2 separate regions of the Rattus norvegicus genome follow, and region 1 is linked to region 2. Evidence: chromatin contacts called from public Hi-C data. All regions are on one chromosome and are shown on one strand. Each heading gives the region's core, a stretch centred on a gene start, on an enhancer-like site or on the middle of the called end of the contact. The rest is flanking DNA. Distances are from core to core; before and after follow the strand shown.

Region 1 (3,763 bases), core at 867-3,366, 330 kb after region 2:
AAGATCCCAAGTGCTGACAAGACCTCTCCACTGTGACACTGTTTGATTAAGACACCAAGGCGAAAAGCTAACACATTCCTGCACTCAGCCAATCACAGGTTAACAAACACACTCTGCCCTGCCCCTTCACAAGAAAGGAGTGGTCACTATGTATGTAGTAAAGATTCCCCCACCGGTCCACTTCTAAAAAGTCACTACATCCGGGAGCTAGAACATAGAAAATGGTAATTCCCTCGACCAGGAGCTATCAGAATCAAAACTGGCACTAGGCGTACCACGGTGCTCTTAATTACGTGTTCCAGGGAGCGCTTCCTCAGGACACCATGCTACTATTCTTTGTGTCCCCCTACAACCCCAAACACCAGCTCACTCCTCTTCCCATTCTCTGGAAATTACCCGTACTTAGTTTTCATTAGCACTGCCTTCTCTCCTTCCATCTCTGCTCCATCAACAGCATCAAGAAAACAAGTTCTCTCGCGAGTCACCTGAAGCCCCGACTTCGGGAAACGCCCCCCTTTCCTCCACCAGCCCCGCGCCAGAGAAAACCCGGCACACAGCCGCTAGTGCTACTACTTCTGTCGCTTCCACAAGCTAGGAGACGACAGGAGGCTTCAGGCTGATCCACATAAGCCAGGCCCTTGGCCCATCTACGAACCGACTCGCTTCCTCTCCAGCCTGGAGTGAGCTCCCGCGCCAGGTGGAGCACCCCGCGATCCCCAGTGCTGGGGGCTGGGGGTTACTGAAGAAAACGCTCAGCAACGTGCGCGGGCCAGGGAGAGGCGGTGCGCACAGCTCCGGCGGAGCGCTGGCAGCAGTAGCTTGGGGAAAAGAGGGGCGTGTGCTCAGCGCCAAACTGCCCCAAGTGCTATGACTCCCCTGCACTGTGACACCCGCGAGCCACGTGCATCGGTCCCCTGCACCGCTTTCCCCCACCCCCCACAGACCCAGCCTAGACCTGGGTGACGCGATGCAGTCCGCGCGCCCTTGTGGGGACATCCACCTTTTAGCTCGCCCCGGCGCGCAAACTTTCCCAACGACAATCGCTCAGGCTTTCCCGGGGGGCTTCGGAAAGTGGGCGCCCCCTTAGCCTCTGTAAAAACCCACTGAAAATATGGCGCCCTTGAACGTCGTTCCTTGGGCCCCGAAAAGCCAGGCTCCATATCCCTCCCGATCCCCGCCGGCGCGAAATCTCGGCTCCTGAGGGTCGGGGAAGGAGACTAGAGGCCGCCGCACTGGGTCCAAACCCTGCCCTCGCTCTCCGCCCCGCGCTATCCCTAAGCGGTCCTCGGCCGGCAGCTGGTTATGGGCAAGACAGCCAGGGAAAGGGGGAGTCCAGCAACCCGCAGGTCTCAGAGTCGGGGGCTAGGAGGCAGCCCGGAGTGTCTTCTCCACAAGCCGAGGCGGGAGACTTGTTTGCAAAGTGGCGCTTGAAGTAGGGGCAGCCAGTGTTGGAATGAAGCCGCTCTGCTCTCAGCCAACACAGTCGGCGCCGGGGTCACCGCCCGAGTCCAGGGGGCTCCTCGGTGCAGACCCGGCCGCTTTTCCGACCCCGTTACCGGAAACCCGAGGACTGAGCCCGAGAAGGGATCAGCTGCCTAAGGCTAGGGATCAGCTCTCGGACTCCGGCTGCAAGACTGTTTGCAAACCCCAGCACCCGGCTTGAGTGCAGCGAAACCTACATGTGCAATAGACAGGTGCATTCATTGCAATTTATTTTTCTTTTCTTGCAAAGAAGAAAAACAAACACCAAAAACCTAGGATAGGCAATGAAATCTAGAAGCTTGACAGGGTTTTTCTACATTGACATCACTTACGAGATGCAAACCCGAGAAGAAAACCACCCACATATTCCTTCTAGAGAGGGGAGGGAAAAGGCACTGAAAAATCCCTGCAGCGCGCATGCAGGCTGGAGAGCTGGGCAGCGCCACGCGCCGCGCCTTACCGCGGGGATGCAGCTACTGTCTCATTGCGGAGCGCCAGCCCCCGAGTGCAGCCAGCTCCGCTCACGCTGCGCCGCCGCCGCCGCTGCCGCCGCCGCCGCCGCTGCTGCTGGCTCCGGGCGCGGAACCGGAGCCGAGGGCGAGCGCGAGCGCACGGCCCGCGAGCGCCGGGAGGGCAGGAAGCGCGTCATCACTGGGGGACGGCGCGGCGGAGCTCTCCACCCGGCTCCTGGGTGTCCGCACCTCGGGCGCGGGATGGGGGCGCGCGCGGGGCTGTGGTGGGGTCCGCGTGCAAGAGGCGCAGAGGACACCCCCGACTGCCCCAGAATCTTGGCCCGGCTCTGAAGACCGATGAGGCGGCATGGAGACCAGGCGTCTGCTGGCATGAGGCCTCTGAGTCTTCTCAGCGTCCCTCCTGGACCACGGGCTGGGTCCTGGAGGTTACCAGGCGTGGATCCAGCCCTAAGGGTGGCAGAACGGATGCCAGTCATTTGAATTTAGGAAACCATTCTTCCAGAAAGATGGACAGCAAAGTGGGTGTGCCTATTGCACTAAATTTTTTTTTCGAGACAGCATCACACTAGGTAGACCAGGCTGGGCCCAAACTCAAATTAATCCGCCTCCTTCAGTACAGGGATTAAAGACCTGCCTCACCAAGACCCACTGTATGGGTGACTTGCTTCATACATACATTCATTCATTTGTGTATCTTTCTATCATACCCTGGAATTAAGTCACTTATGCATCCCCTGTATTTACATGTGCTGGGGGATGTTGGGATGGCAGGGTACAAAGTGAAAATTATCCTAGTTGCCACTGTGAAGGACACAGGAGAACAAATCACAAAGTCCGTTTCCTTTAAAATTATGATGTATAGAGAGACACAGAGAGGACAGATAGAATAAATTAACCAAGGTGTTCACCCTGTGTTCCAGTGGTTTGTGAAATTGTGGGGTTTTTTTCTCTTTCTGCTTGCTTCTAGTTTTATTTTTAACTTTTATAATTTTAAAAAATTAATACGAAAAGGCTTAGATGGTTATTTTTCCTCAGCCGGACACAGAGTGACCAGGATAGACTTGTCTTCCCAAGAAGTAGAGAACAAATCTCTTCAGCTCCTCAAATGCGACTATAGCAGCATTAGTGTCTCTCAGCTTGAAATTGTGGTCACTGTACATCCAAGAGTGAATCAACGTTGTAACTTGAAACTATCTTCAAGGAGTGCTTTGGGACCTTGAACAAGCCTGGCATAATGGAGAAACTAGACGAGACTCCTGAGGGGAGGGTGTCAAACGACTTTCTCAGGGGTCACATATCAGATATTTAAGACAGTGGCAAAATTGCAGGTATGAAATAGCAGCAAAAATAATTTTATGATTGGGATAAGGAGGTCACCAAAACGTGAGAAACTGTATTAAAGGGTCACAGCATTAGGAAGGTTGAGAAGCAAGGTCTTAAGAGTAAAACATTGTAACTTACTTCCTTTGCAGTAAATACACTTTATCCATCAGAATCCCCAATCAGAAAACAAATTACTGGGCTGTTTGAGGCAGTCCTAAAAGTTTCAGGACAGACTTTTCCCTGCCCCATGAATAAACATTCCTGTTTCCCAGATCCTTTTAGGCATTGGCTAGGTTAGCAGAATAGAGGTGGCAAGCTATCTCATGGATTTTGAAAGCAAATGTTTATTGATTTCATTAAGACCTGGTAAGAAGCTTGTCCTGGCTGGTTTTGGTGACAACTTGACACCAGCTGGACTTAACACAAAGAAAGGAGCCTCCCTTGAGGAAATGCCTCCATGAGATGCAGCTGTAAGGCATTTTCTC
Region 2 (3,823 bases), core at 1,105-3,604:
TAGTCTTTTCTCTAGCTACTATCACGTTTATCCACTTTTATAACGACTATTACTATTACAGCTTTTTAATGATCAAAGGCACATAAATTTATTTTTTTAATATAAAAAGGTTAGGGCTAGGGAGTCAGCTGTGTAGCTATGAGGTACTGAGGTCAGATGCCAGCACCCATGTAAAAAGCAGGGTGCAGTGGCACACAGCTGTAATCCCAACACTGGGGAAGCAGAGACAAGGAGGGCGCGTGGGTCTGGGTGGTCAGCAGTCCATCTGAGACTGGGAGCCCCATGTTCAATGTGAGGCAGAGAGTGACACCTAACATTGACCGCTGGCCTCCACATGCACATACACAGGTACATGTACACACAAACACAGCAAAAAATAAAGTCATATTTCACAATCTACAGACTGTTTCCTTAGGCTTTTTTTTTTTTTAAATATAAATCTAGCTGTATTTAAAGAATGGAGATCTGCAACCTCAGAGGTTAAAAGGGGGTTATAAAGTCACCTATATCCAAAGATACTGAATTCACTCACGGTTGACAGATCTGGCTGGGATTCTCCCCAGTTATTTGAGACAGTGTCTTCCTACGCAGTACAGGCTGGCCTCAAACCCACAATCTCATGCCTCAGCCTCCTAAGTACTAGGAATCATCACAAGGTAAAAAGTTACCTGTCAAGGAACTTGGAGGGAAAACAAACCATGACTAGTTTCTTCCTCAAGGAAGAGAGGAGAGAGGCAGTCATTTTCCCTTAAGCCTTCCTTAGGCTGTATTATTCCTGAAGCTTGCAGACTTAAAAAAAAAATCATGTAGTTTAAATCTCCCTCGACAGGCCAGCAAGGTGCTGGCCATGTGGCTGGAGAATCGAGACAACAAAAGACACGAAGACAGACTTCATGAGGTAAGGCAGGATGAGGAAGAAGACAAATAAAAGCCTGGGGAAAAATGAACCTTAGTCATGGGGCAGGGATTGTGCACAAAGGGGAGGTCTGAAGGAGGACATTCGAAGAGTCTCTGCTGAGTTTGATCCTGAATGAAGGCCGAGAACCTTCTGGATGAGACCATCAGAGAGAGGAAAGCTGCCATTTCTGTAGGCCATCCATCCTCCCTGTGTGCAGCTTGCTAGGTCATTCTCTGCCACAGCCTCTGTCTCAGGAGATGGGAAGAAACCTGTTTATCAGTATCCAGGGGACAGGAGGAGCCTCTGCTTCCTAGGGTCGACCCTCAGGAGACAGGAAAACAGGTGGCCAGCTGTTCCTACAGTCAGGGTGACGCACAGGAACACCAGGGGGGACCATGCTCAGAGGGAACAAGCCCTTCCTGCAGCTGCAGACTGGATTTCCATTCCAGCCCTAAGTTTAAGGAGCATCAGACTAACACACCAACCCCTGCATGGGGAGGAGTCAGATGAATGGTTCACAAAGGCTCTCCAGCTCCACACGACTTTGAAGACAAGGCCAGGGCCTGACTAGCCACACAGGAGATGACCAAGATGGGCATAAGACAGTACCCAACTTCTTCCCTACAGGGGCCACAAACCAAAGCTTGTCATCAATCCCAAGATGCTGAAATGGAATTCAGAGGTGAAGAAGAGATAACCCCAGTACTTTTTTCAGAAGCAGCATCTGTGCCCAGATCACCAAGGATTGCAGAGCCTCTCCAAAAGCAAGGGGCATAGCAAAGTTGACAGTGATGGGATGGGATGGGATGGGATGGGATGGGACGGGATGGGATAGGATAGGATAGCAAGAGAATAGTGATAGAATAGGCAAGTTATGGACATGCACAAAGCACAAGCATGGCTGGGCTGTTTGCCAGACTGAAAAGGACCGTGAACTTGAAGACTGAGGACCCCATTGCTCAATCTCCTATGTACTTAGATGGCCTGTGTGTGTGCACCTAACATCCAGTATCCAGCATCCATGCTGCTCTTGGTCCCTATTGGGCCCATTATATATATATATATATATACATATATATATATATATAGTTCATCTCTAGGAAGAACCTACGAAACAAGCAGCAATAGATGGGGCCCTAGCCAGACAATGCTTGTATCTCCCCGGGAGCTTGCTAGACCCCCGGATCTGGCAGACATCACAAAGGAGGTGCCAGGGCCACTGCACCACTGTCTTTCCACACATTCCACACCAGCACTTCCACTCTAGATGTTCCGAGTGCCTCCTGGGCTTTAAAACCCCTCCAGCGCCCCTTCACTGTCAGGCTGAAAGCTGGGCCCCAGGCTGAGAGCCATTTCCATCTGAGCTCCTGTTCTCAGTGTCACCACCAGGGGGCCTGTGGCTAGCTGGAGCCATAATTCTTTTCTGGTCTGTGTGGCCTTCTATAGCTGGCTTTTAAAAAGCCAATTTATATTCTGCCCTTCTTCTCACAGTCTGAGAGAGTGAACAGCTCATTAAAGCTGGAAACTACAACTTGGAAATGATGCAAAAAATGAAGGTAATAAAAGACATCAGAGTTCAGACACCTAGAAACTTCAATTGTCTTCCCCAAAGGCTCTTAGCAGAGGGGAAAAAAGTAAGAAAAAAAAGCATCCTTTCAAGGAATGGGACCAAACAGAACACACGCCCACTCTGTCCCACCCCATTGTCAAGGCAGGGCATTTGTTTACCAGAGCAAATACAAGTGAAATACAGGCTGGAGCAGGCTGATGAGAGGATAATTTTGTAGTCGCCTGTGGCTCTGGCTACCGTTTGCCACGAAATGTACCTGCTGCTCCAATAGTTCATACTGACTGTCACCTCGACAGGATCTCAGATTCACCCGGGAGACTGAGCACGACGAGTGCCTGTAAGGGAGTTTCTGGAATTGGGTTAACAGAGGCGAGAAGCTGAAGCTGTGAGCTTCTGGGCACCAGCGTTCATTGATTGGCTTTCTGAGAGTAGAAGCAATGTTGCCTCACAGTCCCTCCACTGTGACGACCCTGCCATGACAGACGGCATCCTCAAGCTGCAAGTCAAAAGAAATTCTTGCTTCCTCAGATGGTTCTTTCCATGAAGGCTAAGAACCGTCAAAGGTAGCTGGAGCTCATGCCCCATTTCACAGGCAGCAAAGCTGGGGCAGGTTCAGCCGTCTGAACACCTGATCGAGCAGGTAAACTATTAAAGTGCCTTCAATTGGGATTCAGATTTTTGAACTCCAACAGCTTAAAGACAGGAACAACAACAAAACAAACAACAAATCAAATGCAAGCCAAGTGCGTGCTTGATCTTAAGAGTGGGGGGGCAGAGGGGGGCAGATCTGTGGGAGTTCTAGGTCAGCAGTCTACATAGAGAGTTCCTGCCCATCCACAGCTGCACAGAGAGACCCCATCTCCGGATAGATAAATAATCAAAGCAAAATGAATAAAAATGCAGGCAGAATTGAAGCTTATCACCAAGTGCTCATTTTGAAAAGTTTCCCCTTATTCTGTGTTCCCCGAGTCACCTCTCAATTAGTGTCCCACTGCCCCCAGCAGTGTTACACACAATGTGACATGAAACACTGCTGCGGATACATGCAACAGCACAGAATCACAACATAGCCTTTGTCTGAAGTATGGTAAAATGAATGTGAGGCCGCTTGAGTGGGATGGCTCTGGGCTATCACTGAAGCCCAGTGCCCTGCAAATCTTCAGTCAATCCTACCTCCTGAGCTCAAGTGTCACAGTGGTGGCTATGGCTACGGCCATATTAGATCCCTGAAGAGAGTGCAACTGGAGGGAAGGGTGCTAAAATCACTCCAAACTTGGCTTCATGTTTTAAGTGAGTTCAAAACCAGTGTACGCCCATTGCCACCCCGCTGGCCCTCAACAAGATTGCCCCCTGCA

Evidence for each region. A called contact is a pair of places that touch in the nucleus more often than the background predicts.
Region 1: a contact with region 2 is called in a Hi-C map of Schwann cells, with 2.3 times the contacts expected there. The contact joins the promoter of Tln2 here to the enhancer-like site in region 2. A contact is called at or near these places in 6 of 12 Hi-C or Micro-C datasets (the Rat2 cell line, Schwann cells, hepatocytes and 2 more).

What each region holds. Positions count from the first base shown.
Region 1 is chr8:77,131,245-77,135,007 of GRCr8, forward strand. Tln2 (talin 2) reads right to left here and starts at 2,117. Exons shown (of 59, transcript NM_001419941.1): 1 at 1,943-2,117.
Region 2 is chr8:76,805,472-76,809,294 of GRCr8, forward strand. All of the region lies in intron 32 of Tln2 (talin 2), which reads right to left. Among named protein-coding and RNA genes, the nearest start is that of Mir190, 75 kb to the left of the region's middle. Within about 2 kb of position 2,355, at least 4 of the 93 cell types and tissues checked have an H3K27ac peak or open chromatin away from gene starts, as enhancers often do. A contact at or near this core is called in Schwann cells, where this site is marked.